2 separate regions of the Mus musculus genome follow, and region 1 is linked to region 2. Evidence: chromatin contacts called from public promoter capture Hi-C data. All regions are on one chromosome and are shown on one strand. Each heading gives the region's core, a stretch centred on a gene start, on an enhancer-like site or on the middle of the called end of the contact. The rest is flanking DNA. Distances are from core to core; before and after follow the strand shown.

Region 1 (3,738 bases), core at 93-2,592, 280 kb before region 2:
AAAGATCCCATGCAGAGCGGCCTTGACTTTTCCTTTCCTATTGGTGAATAGACTACTTAGAGAAAATGGGAGTTGACCATGAACAGAGCGAGACAGAAGGATGGACGGTTGTTTTCAGAACTGTATTTGAGGAAGGAATAGCACAGCTAGACGCCTCGAACATTGTCTAATGTTTTACATGGTCTGTTCATAAAATTCCCTTTTCTGTTTGTAAGGATGTTCATCTAACAGAAGAAAATGCTGTAAATATTTGTAACAACATTTTTTAAACCAGGCCAAAAAGAAAAAAAAAAAAGGTTTTCGGGAACAAGTTAACATATAAAGTGGTTTTATATAAAACAGCGATTGTCTTGTATATTTTGATAAGCAGCAGTACCAGATTTCATTTGTAATACAGTTTGTGGTATTGGAAGAAAAGGATTCTGTGATTGTCTAAGTGAATTATGTTATAAATGCAAAGAGGAGAAAATATTAAAAAACGTATTTTCTAACTGTGTAGTGCATGGTTAATTCAAGCTTCTGTACACTACAATATTGATTCCGCTTCCCTTAGGTTTGTATATTTGATAACTGTTCCTTGGAATCTCAGCCTCTTTTCCTAACACATATAGCATTGTAGCATGCCTTTTAATAAATGTCATGGCATCTGTACTCTCTTAAGGTTTTTCTGTGTTCTTGTCTGTACTTTGGGTTCCCTTTTGTCTTACCTGTAATCCCAATGATGTCATTTGTTTTGTTTTGTTTTGTTTTCCCCATGGCTATCCATCTCAAGTTGTCACACTGGATAGTAGATACTTTAACAACTTTAAACGCCGGGCATTTAAAGAAGAAAAGCCAAAGTCATCTATTCTTTAGGTATAATTCTCATTTTTAATGAAAAAAGCACTTCCCTGTTTTTAAAACATACTGCTTTGTCAGGCATCCTCCATTGCACATATAAATCAGTGTACTCCAAGGCTCCTCCCCTCCTTTCCCCTTTGTATCCAGGGAGGCATGGAGGATATGACCTTCAGTGAGTTGGAGTCCTTTTGAGTTCAGTTGCTAGCTGGCCATATATTGCTTCACTCCAGACAAACACTGGAGTTCAGGAGTCCTGAAGAGTCATGTCTGTTTTACTCAAAATCTCTAGAAAGTGGGCATTTATTTTTAGCACAAAAGGAAATTTTACAACACTGCTCATTACCTACAGCTTACCCATAGGATCTATTATTCACTTAAATGTTACTAAATAACAATTTCAGTAAAAAGGGGCAGAAGAAAAAGATAACCCTATAACCAAATGAAACTTTGATCAGTTGATTAACTGAAATGTGTACAGCAGAGGGCATAGGGTTATCACCAAGAGCTGTGCCAGTTTTAACATGACAACTAAGAGACCATGCTTCAGTTTTCAGTTGATTGCAGTTCTCTTTACCTTTACTGCCTGCTACACGTAAGTGCTATGGTTTTATATTCCCAAGCACAGATAACAGCAGGATTGTGAAGGTCCATCCACAGTGATAGGGGGATGGGATGGACAGGGCTTATGTCCTCTTTACCAAGCCCAACTTAAAAGACACTGGGTATCTTTTAAAGACGACAGTGTGCTGGGAGCATTTTGCTAAAAAATTTAAGCTGACTATATAGTTTGGCAAACCTAGCCCTTTAAAAAGTTCATTCCTTGCAGTTATAGGGCCTGAAAATTCAAGTTGTTTTTCAACTTCAGTGGGAATTTGACACCATTTCTCTTCATGTGCAGTTTTTCTTCTGATACTACCTGTCTTGCTGTGTAGATCTTGTGGTCTTTGTGTGCCTCCCTTTGGTTCTCTTCCCTTGTGTTTGTCCTAATCTTACAGGGCAAGCAAACTTGGTGTAGTGGCACATGCCTGTAGTCCCAGCACTGCAGAAGTAGAGACAGGAGGGAGGATCACTTGGGTTCCACTCAGAGATGATGTTTCAAAGCAACAGAACAGGCATAATTAAGCCCAACCATACCATCTCACCTTGCTTTATCTACTATAGGCCTTGTCTCTAAATACAGTGTGAGATGTGGGGAGTTAGACTTCAAATGTGAGTTGGAATGAGGGGTACACAGTTCAGCCCACAGCACTGTGGAATAGGAATTACTCAGCAACTTACACTGCTTATGCCAACAGTTGAGTTGCATGCTGGGAAAGTAAACATTAAATGCATGTGACTTTTGGGAGAATGCAGTATAGTGGCCATAAAGACCATCTAATTTTAAATCATACCTTTGAATTTCTGCCTCTAAAGTTCCAAAGCTGGATGGTGTAGCTGCTATTCTGCCAAAATAAATACTGCTGAAGCTGCCATACAACTAGTGATATGGCAGTACCTATTTTTTACTAATCATATACTTCTACTCTAGACATAAGCCATTTGAAAGCATTCATTGTTGCTCAGACAGGTGTTATTTGAAGAAAAAAGAATAATAGAACACAAGTCTGTGTGTGTGTGTGTGTGTGTGTGTTTGGGACAGCGTTTCTCTAGCCCTGGCTGACCTGGGATTCAACTTTGTAGACCAGGCTGGCCTCAAACTCAAGAGATCTGCCTGCCTATGCCTCCTGAGTGCTGGGATTAAAGGTGTGTGCCACCATTGCCCAGCCGGAACCTGTTTGCTGAAACAAGGTCCCATGGCCCAGGCTAGTTTCTAACTCTTAAATAGTGCTGGGGTTAAAGGCATGCACTACCACTGCCTGGCTTCTGGGTCTAGTTAATCCTCAATGTGTTAATACTTGGATGGTGCTACTGGGTAAAACAGATGGTTAAAAGGATTAAAGCTATCTTGTGTCTGTTATAGAGATTTCTTTCCCAAGGCATTCCTACGTCATGCCTTTTTTTGTTGTTGTTTCTTGAAATTAATGGGAATTTGTCTTTTTTGAGTTCCTATCTTAACAATTAAAAGGATAAAAATAAATGGTTTCATGAAAGTTAACTCCATTTCTGAACCATTGGGTTTCAGCATGGAATTCACAACTAGTCTAAAGAAATAGAAAAAGAATGGATGAATTCCTGTGAAGAGGCAGTAATGGTTCTTTTGGAAGAAAGTGCCCTCTGTTAGATTTAAGTCAGCACCTATATCTTTGTTCTTGGCCTAAGATTATAGAATTTGCAGAATTCTTGATCTTGGAAGAATACAAATGTCAAGTTGTAATCTGCTTATAGAGATTGTCCTTAACCAAAAGAAAGCAGATATTGAGTATCTAAATGTCAGCAGATGTACACTTTAGAATCAGATGCAGATCAAGAGATAATAGAACATTTTAAAATGGGGCTGTACAGTGATTACATAGAAGAGTCTCGCAGATGGGATGTCAATCAATAGAAGCAGTACAGAACTTAGAGGACGTATTTGCATCAGGTTCAGAAATAGGACCTTGGAGTGACCTTGGCAAAGGAAGAGATTGAGAGGCGGATGAGTCTGTATTTCACGTCTGTGCCAGTTGCTCAGAAGCATTGATTTTCTGATAATACATCTTTGTCTATGTAGGATTTGTGTTTCTGCGTTGCACTTTAATGAGGTTTTAAGAAATTATCAAGCCCAAGGCTTGTGTTGCTTAAGTCAGAAGAATATCCTATCCACTGAAGCTGTCTTAGGAAGAACTCAAAAATGCCATGGTCTAAGTTTACTGCAAAATTCTTCCCCATCTGTGTGTATGTCAAGTTTCACTAACAAAAGACCTTGTTTTAGGTAAAATTGATCTTCTCAATGGTTTGATACCCAGCTAGATTCAGAAG
Region 2 (3,702 bases), core at 635-3,134:
TGCTTAAATCAACTGAATTGCCTACCAAAAACAATAAATGAATATTAAAAGCTCAGAAGCCAAAATGCCATGCATCTTCCTACACTAATGGAGAGAGCTCACACATTTGTTGATAGGAGAAAAACAATAGTCAGGTTGCTTTGCAGGCAGCTCCCGACAAGCAACAGCCTTGGGGTGTTTGGTTCTTCATGCTTAACTTCTAGCACCTAGAACAGTGCCCTGTACTGCTTATCAAACACCATTTAGTCAGTAGGGGAGATTTTAAAGCAGGCCATGGAACAACAGTCATGACATGGTACAATCTCCTCTCTCCTCTTCTGCCTGATATATATATACCTAATTGGGAAGGTAGGCAAAAATGGTTAACAAGGTAACGTTTTAGTATGTTATAACTATCTTCTTTATTCCTTTCTGTACTGTCTAAATTCCTGATAAAATAACTATTGCTTTTTAAAGAGCCCATGTAGTTAAAATGAATACTGCTTACATTTCTAAATTCCAAACGGGGTATGTTTTCTTTCACTTTCAAAAAAAACCCCACAAAACCCTGTCTGCTTATCTTATACAGGTGTTGTCTTTCTCGGCGTCAGGAAATGGCACACCAATCGGAGAAAAGCACATGTTTTCTATAGTGGAAAAAAAAAGTAACTGCCTAACGTCCTTCCCTGTTTTTCATTAACATACAGCCTATTCTAGCCTATCCCTATCTGGTAGTTTAAAATAAATAAATAAATAAATAAAAATAAATTTCCTCCCTCCTCTTTCAGGCTAAAATGCCAAGTGAGTTCATCTCTACACATTTAAACAGGCTTCATTTTAAAGACATTTCATTGATGGATCAAAACTCAGCCACCTATGTCATGTCTCTCTCCGCCCCTTCACTCTGTTCTGTTTTAGTCATGAGCTTTATAGGGAATAACCTTATTTAGATTTTTATCATGTTTCATCCTTCTAGAATGTAAGCTTCATGAGGGCAGGAGTTTTGTCCTGCTTTCTCACCTATGTCCCCAGCCCAACTCCAGGTGGTATCTAGTAGGCCTTAGGAGGTACCTGCCAAATGAAGAGATGTGTGTGGAAAACAGATTAAGGATGTAACTCCAAACAAGCCAATACATAAAGACTTGGAAAAAAGATAAATAAAGACATGATACTGAAATGCCACGCTGACAGGACTCGATGCTTTATAACACTGGCTCGGAGACGGACCTTCTTCAAGGCGGGCAGGTGCTACACACCTAGCTAAACACATAGCTCTTCTAGGAAGGAGGTAATCCACTGGGAAGCCTGGGGTGGTGGTGATCAGCTCCCGGAAGAGTGTAAAGGACCATCTCCATAATAGAGACGTGGCCGGCGCGGAGGGAGCGGAAAACCTCACAATACACCATACATCCTCGCCCAGATGGGAAGAAAAATCACACGAATCTCCTACACAATCAAACCAAGTAGACAACCCTCCACCAGACAGAGAAGCAGGCTCCTCTCCTAGAGCTCGGTAGTCGCCTGCAACCCAGGAGTCGGGTCGCGACTCCAGCGCGATTCCCTTTCCAGGACCCCGCGTCGCACCGCCCCAAGGAGACCGATTTAGGGGGCCGTTTGGGGATCAGCTTTCTCTATCCCCGCAAAACGCTACCCTCCACCGCACACACGCCTGCCAGTCCAGCTCGTCCCCGAGGCCCCGACCCTCCAACTCACGTGTAGATGATGGACATGAAATGCATCAGCCACAGCACCACGAAGAGCACGAAGCCGAACAAGGCCATTCCCTCCTGGGCCAGGTCCAGCAGCGCCATCCCCCGGCCCGCTGGCCCGGCCCGGCCCGCTCCGGCCGCCGCGGACAGCGCTGCCGCGGGAGGAGGACGCGGGGGCCGCCGGGTGCGGGGCGCGGGCCGCGAGTGGAAGGTGGGAGAGGAAGGGCCGGCGGGGCGGCGGGCGTGAGGACGGAAGGGGCGGGCAGGGCCTGCGCGCCCCCGGCCACTCGGCGCGCGCTCGGCACCGCGCACCCCTTAGCGTGCGCGCGCTGGTGTGCTGCGAGCGCAGGCTGACCGCGCTGCGCGCTCTAGGCGGCCGTTGCCGCGCGCTCGGGCTCCCGTGGTCCAGACCCTTGGGCTGCCGCTGCCGCCGCCGCCGCCGCCGCCGCCGCCGCCGCCGTCGCCGTCGTCCCTTTCGCTCGCCGCGGCTCTGCGTTCTGGTCCGTGCTCTCTGCCGGCGTCCGAATCCCGGCACGATGCGGTCCGCCCTGCCCCGCCCTCTGGAGCCCGGTGCCCGTGCCCCCGCCCCCGGGGCGGCGCCCTCGCGCCTCGGTGCCGGCCCGCGCGCCCACGGGTGGAGCTGCCCCCGCGTGCTCGCCGCCCGGCAGCTACCAACCGCTGCCGCCGCCCGCGCCCGCGGTCCCCCCCCCCCCTGCACTGTCTCTAAGCAGCACGCGCCGCCTCTACACTTTATCTTGGCCAAATCCGGAGGAGCCAAGAGACTGTGTTATTTAAGGAATCCCCAAACTCAGAATTGGAAGAATCGCTTGATGCTGAATTCGCGCAAGATTGTGCGTTCTCTAGGGCAGCTGAGTGTAATTTGGCTAAGATGTAGCCAAGAGAGTTATGGAAATGTAGCTAGTTCGAGCAGTGCTAGGCTGTTAAGTGTTGCCAGTACACCGCTGACAAACCATCTCATTCATAAATCTTGTATTATTTGCTGGGATGATAGATTTTAGTCATACTGGGTTAAATTACGTTACTCCATTTTTAAAAAGCTGTTAAATGTTGCTATTACTAAAACGTTTAATTATGCATGTGCACGATACTGAAAATGGGGAAATGAAGGCTAGGCTGTGTGAGAAGCCTGTATGTAGCCCAGTTACTTCTGGGACTGAAGCAGGAGAATTACCTGAACTTGAACACACAGGTTCCAGGCCAGGCTGGGCAAATTCAATGAATCCCTGTGGTGGAAAAACAAGAGTATTCTAACTTTAAGTCGCAACTGGGAGAAGCTAGTAGTAAATGTTTCCATTTGTTTCTTCAGCCTGGATACATCTATATTGTTTACAATTGTTCTGTGTTTAAACTGTTTATTATTCAAGTTACTTTTAAAAAATAATCCAAAAATGACGGGCAGTGGTGACATACACCTTTAATCCCAGCACTTGGGAAGCAGAGACAGGCAGATTTCTGAGTTCGAGGCCAGCCTGGTCTACAGAGTTCCAGGACAGCCAGGGCTACACAGAGAAACTCTGTCTCGAAAAAAGAAAAAGGAAAAAAAAAAAATCCTTAAGGTTTGCAGTGTCCTTTGTTCTACTGGTGAAAAATCAGTGGGAAAGAACCATGCTTCGAAATTAATTTCCAGTTGTTGAGAGTTACTGGTTAATAGAGTTACAGCAGGATGGAATCCATACATAGAAATAATAGCACAGGGTTTTAAATGCCACGATTGTGATTAATCAATTCTAAGGCCCACTTTTAAAGCATTCTTAACACATTTTCAATAATCCATTATTTTCAAGAATCCAAAATGGAAATGCATCTCACACTCAGTGACATCTTACAAATAAAAATAATAGGCCAGGTTTCTTTTTCTTAAAATGTGTTTGCTAGTCATATACAAAACAATGCTGTGTGTTCTCAATACTTCCTTGAACTTGGTCAAGGATATGAATTTCTCAATTTGAGCATTTTGTAGCATTTTTCATTTTTTCCAAATCTTTCCTAGACC

What was found. Promoter capture Hi-C pulls out the DNA fragments that hold promoters and counts their contacts.
Region 1: a promoter capture Hi-C map of liver shows a contact between it and region 2, with 2.6 times the contacts expected there. The contact joins the enhancer-like site here to the promoter of Ugcg in region 2. A contact is called at or near these places in 5 of 39 promoter capture datasets (the C10 cell line, hematopoietic stem and progenitor cells, liver and 1 more), 1 of 115 datasets of contacts at active chromatin or transcription factors (bone marrow-derived macrophages) and 2 of 9 other capture datasets (adipose tissue and liver).

What each region holds. Positions count from the first base shown.
Region 1 is chr4:59,468,790-59,472,527 of GRCm38.p6, reverse strand. Ptbp3 (polypyrimidine tract binding protein 3) reads left to right here. Exons shown (of 14, transcript NM_178164.3): 14 at 1-660. Among named protein-coding and RNA genes, the nearest start is that of Susd1, 32 kb to the right of the region's middle. Within about 2 kb of position 1,342, at least 2 of the 459 cell types and tissues checked have an H3K27ac peak or open chromatin away from gene starts, as enhancers often do. A contact at or near this core is called in liver, where this site is marked.
Region 2 is chr4:59,187,732-59,191,433 of GRCm38.p6, reverse strand. It overlaps Ugcg (UDP-glucose ceramide glucosyltransferase), which reads right to left and starts at 1,884. Exons shown (of 9, transcript NM_011673.3): 1 at 1,693-1,884. The coding sequence starts at 1,790.